2 separate regions of the Sus scrofa genome follow, and region 2 is linked to region 1. Evidence: chromatin contacts called from public Hi-C data. All regions are on one chromosome and are shown on one strand. The core of a region is the stretch at or near the end of the contact, and the rest is flanking DNA. Distances in the headings are between cores, read along the strand shown.

Region 1 (3,219 bases), core at 296-2,795:
ATGGCGAGAAGGGGGCCGTGCGCTTCCGCGCCGCCGCCGGCGTCCCCGCACCCGCCGCGGAAAAGGACAGAGCCCGAGCCCGGAGCCCGCAGGCCCGCAGAGCCGGCACCGTCCCCGCAGCCCCCGGCTCCGCGACAGGCAGGTGCCCCCGGGCCGGGCGAGGGTCCAGCCGGCGGGCTGGGCCGGCTTCCCCATCCTCTTTCCCCCGCGCGATGGGGGAGCGGAGCGGTGGCGCTTACCTGGCTCGTCCGGGGCGGCTGCGATGGGCATGGCTCAGGGGCCCGGGGAGGAACTAGCTCCCCGGGGAAGGACCGGCTATTCCGACGCGGAGCTGGTGAAAGCGGAAGGCAGGCTGCTCACAGCCCTGTCATCGAAGCAGCGCCATGGACGCCCACCCGGAGTTTCAGCGCTGCCGCGAGACCCCCATCCCATTACCCTCCGCCCTCTTCCGCCGCCGCCGCCGCCTCCACCTCCTCCTCCGCGGAGACCCCCCGCCCACTCCACACACTCTCCCATCATGCAGCGGGGGAACCGCTGCCGCCGACACGTCACTTCCGGGCGCAGGTGGCTAGGTCGGGGCCGGGCGCTGGTGGGTACTGGGGGGTTGGGGGGAGAACACTTGGGGGGAATCAGTGTCACAGAACGCTTACCCCTGCGCAGGCGCCGTCGAGCAGAGCGCCGGCCGCCATTTTGGGTGCGGGCAAGCTGCCCTTTTCCTTGACTTCCTTGTGAGTCATCGAGGTGGGTGGGGGGAAAGACGCCCTCCTGCACTCCGCCGCTCCTAAGGCTGCGCTCCCGGCGAGGGACAGGTGCTCCTTAGCCGGCTAAAAGTCAACGTTCAGCTCAGGACCGAGTTAAGTCTCTTGCTCTGCAAGGAAAATTGCGAGGGTTTTAAAATACGGAACTTTATTTTCTTCACCAAAATCTGCTGGAGAGCACTTATCAGCTTGCCCTTTTCGCCCCGAAAAACGACTTTTTCGTTCAGAGTTCCTTCCTCTTTTTAATTTAAGCTGACAGAAAAGGAAGCTGATGTATAACAAAGAAGAGGTAAATCAAAATGAGAAGCAAGAGGAAAAGCAGCCGCCGAACTGACAAATCGTCTTTGAGACCAACAAAAACAAATAAAATTGGAGGATTTTGCTAACGGATAGAGACGGTGGTCGTTTTTCATAGATGCTGCGAGAGACTATTCGATGAAACTATAAAGAAATCAATCAACTCCCGCATTTCTTTAACAGAGGTCGTAACATTTTTCCATCATCAGTCTTGATCATTTGCATTTTTTATAACCTTTCCCTTTCATCTATAACGAATTTCTGTTAGAATTCCGGCCACTGTAAAAACAAGACTGCAAGGCTGCACAGATTATTGTTACCATCGGGAATGATGAGGCCGAGGTCCTATCCCGCAATCATGAGCCCTTCCGAAGTGCTTATTCTGCTCACTTTTGCCAAACCTACACCAGCAATTTGAATAATTTAAAACAATTCCAATACAGCAAAGCTCAGCAGTTACGCAAAGAAAACAAGGATAGAAAACACCCTCTCAGCCACAGAGAAGCGTCCACCTTCTTTGAGTGGAGGAATTATACAAATCAGGGGAAGATAGGGACAAAAGCAGTTCATCACAGTTTATCCCGCCTCTGCAATGTTCTAGACAAATTAACTTGGAGCACTGAAATAGACCTGCTTTTGTCTCTATACAACTCAATCGCTGTAAGATATACGCAGACTGCAGCACTTAAAATTAGAATACCAATTGCTTTGTGGCGGTGCTGGATTTTTTGTTATTGCTCAGTCACTAAAGCAAGAAAAATATCTATATGGCTTGTCAAATTTATTCTTATTGTATTTCGCCCCCTGCTGGCTTGGCTCATTGCAAGCTTAAAAATATAAACCTTAAATATTGTATTTATAAATATAAGCTTATAAATATATCGCTATAAATGTTTATTTTGACCAGGAAGGAAAGAAACAAAAGTGTGTGTGTGTGTGTGTGTGTGTGTGTGTACACTGGAAGTAAATTGATTTTAGAGGAACACATGCTTGTCCTAATTTGATAGCTCTACTAAACAGACATATCAGAATAAGAACATATGACAAAATCCTAAGGCAGACCCTACATCGAGAATATGTTAAAACTGAAATAATAAATTTAAACATAAAAACATTAAAAAAAACTGTGCTTTCAGAATAATATTCCCCTAATTTTATGCATAACATGATTAAAAAGTGTTTTTTTTTTTTCAGGTAACTGCAGAAGCCTATTTTATTCACTTAAGGACAACAATTCAGAAATTTATGAAGTTGAGTCATTAAGTCACTCTTTGGTCAGCAACCACCCAACTTGTAATTTGTAATCTTACACATAATTCTGAAGACAGCATTCCAATGCTTATGAAATGGTACTACAAAAAGAAAGCATCTCTGAAAGTTTTTAAGATGATGAATCTGGGGGAAAATACTTATTAAAATTCATTGCATTTGGATCCAGTGGTAGTATTGTTTTTCTTTACTTTTAAAAAATACGACCTTAACTACATTACTTAAGATTTTGTATCAAGAAAAGAAAAATTAAATCTTAGTTTTTTCTCCTGTGCAGACTTTTTACAAAGTTGTAATCATAATGTAAGCCAATTTTGTATCCTTTTTTCACTTAATATTATGTTGTAAGCATTTCATCCTGATTACTTAACATTTCATAAAACTTTGATTTTCATTGCATACATAATATTCAATGGAGCAGACATACTGTGATTTATCCATTATCCTATATGTGGGTATTTTCCACAATTACAAATAATACTGTGCTGATGTACATTTTGTGTTGTGGCTTTGTCTAATTTTATGAGTTTTTTCTGTATATAAAAATGATTTTTTTTGGTTGTGCCCATGGCAGGCGAAGTTCCTGACCCAGGGATCGAATCCACACTACAGCAGTGATCAGAGCCACAGCAGTTACAGCCTTAGCCTGCTTAACCCGCTGAGCCACCAGGGAACTCTCAGTCAATATAAAAATGATTGAGCCAAAAGGCTGTAAATGTTTTATTGGCACTTTATCTCATTTTCCAAAATCTTATACCAATTTATACCACCACCAGAAATACAGAATATCCCAATTTAACTGCCTTCTCACCAGCAGTGGATAATAATTAAAAGAAAAAAGATTGAGTTATACCTTGTGGACTAAAAGTTGAAAGAAACTTACCTCACACTGTAT
Region 2 (3,219 bases), core at 225-2,724, 610 kb after region 1:
ACATAAAAAGCATCTCTCACCACTTACAAGGCATAATATGAATTTAAAAGTCTAATGACAACTGACATTTCTGAGCTTAGTGCTAAAAGCAGACATGAGTGTCTCAAATGCTTTCATAATAATGCAGGCAAGTCAAATTCTCTTTATTATATACAAAACTGAAAAAAGAGTTAATAAAGTACTTTAAAACCTACTAGGGTATTTTCATGCCCAGGGTCAAATGATAACCATTACTGGCACAATTTTTTAAGGTACATCTACATTTACTGACAGTCTCAAAAAGTGGTTGTGAACTTTACTAGCTGTGTGTTCAGCAAGATGGCTGAAGCTTTCACACTCTGGGGTCGGAAAGAGAAGGGTTTACTTGCATACCACAAGGCAAGTCCTATGCTACAAATTAGTGACAGAGGTTTAAGGTAGCACCAACTTCAATGTGTTCACATTCACAGACGTATACACAATGTTAAAGCTCAACTCAGTTGAGTGGCATTCCCTAACCCTTTTTTAAAAACACACAGAATTTAGAGGGCAATTTTCAAATTTCAAAGAAACCTTAATAATCCTCCAGATTTCAAAGAAGGAAAAAATAAATAAACACAGCAATGCAGCAAAGTCATTTCTCCTACTGAAATGACCTCCAGCTTCTAGGAGCTACTCCCGGTTTCGCAATAAATGAATCTGAGACTCAAACCACGTACACACCAATGGAGAAGCTGAGAACACTAAAGCTTCCCCAACAGTCCTGGCAAAAACCCACTTGCCTCTCCCCAGCCCTCCAGTTCTTCTTCCCATCTGCACCCACAGAGTTACCTTGACTTCGACCAAGAAAAGAGAACAGGGATTAATCAGCAGCCAAAATCCTGTTTTCTCATTTTCAGCCACTATCCTGGGGAGCCAGAGTGCTACTAACCTGATTCCAGGGAGGCAGAACTAAACGCAGCAGAGTACCAGGGTATAAATTATACGTATCTGAAACACCAACCCAGCCAGCACTCAAGACAGCTCAAATGTCAGTTTAACGAAAAGGGTTTTGCAAACAGTATCTCAAATGAACATTTCCACTTTGAAACCACCCACCAACCTCTCGACTGTCAGTACCCAAATTCAGTACTACTAAAGTAACCCGGGAGATAAGAAGCGTGTCTTACCTTGTACAAATCTCGACATTTTAGGGATTTATTAAAATACTCTGGCTTTTGTATATATATTTAAATTTCTAGAGGAGTCACGCTATAGAGCGGGTCTCTCTTCCACCTCTGCTTTAACAACCGACCGACGAGTTCTTTCTCCTCTTCCAATGCTTAGCCACTTATGGGAGTATTTCTTAAAAGCGACTAAAACTACCTCAAAAAAAAAAAAAAAAAAAAAAACCACCCAGGAGAACCTTCCCCACTTCCAAAAGACAGAAACTTGGTGCGACTGAGTCTGCTTGGAACTCCAGCCCACACTGCACCCCAACACAAATGAGGGCCAGATGGAGACTCCCGGAAAAGGTAAAATCACAAGAACTTAAATTTCATCAATGAAAGAGGCGGATCTAGAGCAGCTACTTCACCGCCCCCGGGTCCCCACGCCCTCCGGGGCCGGACAGCAGCAGGCAAAGGCGGGCCGCGCCCCCGGTTCCCCCTCCCCTCGCTGCCGTACAGGCTCCGGCCCATTCCCCGGAAAACTCCGGCCAACTGCAGTCCCCGCCCAAACAGGGGTCGGGAGGAGGGAGAGGGGGCAAAGAGGCGCAAAGAGGGTCCATGGAACCATTTCTACCAGCCCATAAATATCCCGGGACTAGGAGGTGCTAAAAATTCCGTGCGCGGGCGTGCAAGGGCCTCCCGGCGCCCCCCTCCCGGCTGCGAGTGGCGGCAACACTGCGGCGGCTTTTTCCCGGGAGGGGCCGAAGGCTCCAGGGCCCCTCCCCCTCAGAGGACACTAGGGGGCCACCCGGGAGGGGAGAACCCGTGCGCCGCCCCGAGTCCGAGGTACAGGAGCCCGGGAGGGCCCGCCCGGACTACTGCACATTCTAGTCCCTCCTGGCCGAACCCAAATTCGGCCTCTGGGGCCAAACTGTGGGTCAGGCAGAGGGGCTCTAAACGCCTTAGAGAGGAGGAACGCACCCGCCCAAGGGGTGGTGGGAAGTCCGCCCCGGCCCCTCCCCAAACCGCCTCGGAGACCCACCTTCCACCTCCTCCTTTAGCAGCTGAGAACTTGGGGGCGTTTATGGCGCCCCCGGAAGAAGGTTCGCAGACTGAGAGACTATCACCTCTGCGGCACCCTTCTCTCTCCCCTTCTCCTTTCACACATGCACACCTCCAGCCTCTCGCCAGTGGTCGCAGCCCAGCTACTGAACCCCCTCTGTCCACCTGGCTGCGGTCTCGCAACACCCAAAGCCCCCCCTTTCTCCTAAACACTTCCCCTCCCCCTCCATTCGGAGCAGCCCCCCTCAATGCGGAAATGTCCCCGCCGCGCAGACAGATAGGAGCAGCCACCAGTCAGGAGCCGAGGCGGATTCAGGCCCTGGCCAATGAAATGTACGGAGGTGGCAGGGGGCGGGACGTCTGCGGCCTGAGGGAACCCAGCTGAAGTGGGCGATGATCCCGGCGACGGATCCCGTGTGTGAGAGCCCCACCTCCCACGACTGGGAAAGGGGTGTTCCACCACTAAAACTCCAGCTTTCCATGGATACTTCAGCAAGGGAGAGAACCTGAAGCACCAGTGGTTATTTTTACAGTGCTTAAAAATGTTTCGGCTTACCAGAGATTGAAGATGCCTATCCTGTGGCTGAAGCCAGAGCACCCCACTGCAACTACTCAACAACTTGAGAGAGCCCAGGCCCTTTTCTGTAGACACAAACTATTCACACACCTGGTCTTGGGAGGGTGAAGATGCGTTAAGAAGAAAGCAGTGGGATGTGTGGGATCCACAAACAGGAAGAGGCTTGTAGCGCATTAAAGAAAATGCCAAGTGAAGGCTCTCACCCCAGAACCACCACCCGAGTTCCTATTCCTGTAGAGATTTCCACTGTAACAGGCGTTAACTTTTCTAATCAAAGTAGAAATGGTTTAACTCTCAAGAGATGCTCACCTTTTAATAGATTCTTGAAGTCCTCAAGGAAAGAGAACAGCAAAAGAATGTTTGCAGTGACTTGGGGACGGCAAGAGGGCCAGCCCAGCGCCCGCTAAATCACAGCTTGTATTGCCAACTCCCTACCTGTAAGACTCATTGCGC

The links. A called contact is a pair of places that touch in the nucleus more often than the background predicts.
Region 2: a Hi-C map of liver shows a contact between it and region 1, with 5 times the contacts expected there. The contact joins the promoter of LOC106507380 here to the promoter of AFTPH in region 1. A contact is called at or near these places in 1 of 47 Hi-C or Micro-C datasets (liver) and 1 of 2 datasets of contacts at active chromatin or transcription factors (alveolar macrophages).

Annotation. Positions count from the first base shown.
Region 1 is chr3:77,421,309-77,424,527 of Sscrofa11.1, forward strand. AFTPH (aftiphilin) reads right to left here and starts at 1,546. Exons shown (of 10, transcript XM_021087452.1): 1 at 651-1,546.
Region 2 is chr3:78,029,289-78,032,507 of Sscrofa11.1, forward strand. It overlaps LOC106507380 (proline-rich protein HaeIII subfamily 1-like), which reads left to right and starts at 1,475. Exons shown (of 2, transcript XM_013987892.1): 1 at 1,475-1,493; 2 at 1,547-2,574. The coding sequence starts at 1,475. The coding sequence ends at 2,574. UGP2 (UDP-glucose pyrophosphorylase 2) reads right to left here and starts at 1,345. Exons shown (of 10, transcript NM_213980.1): 1 at 1,149-1,345. The coding sequence starts at 1,167.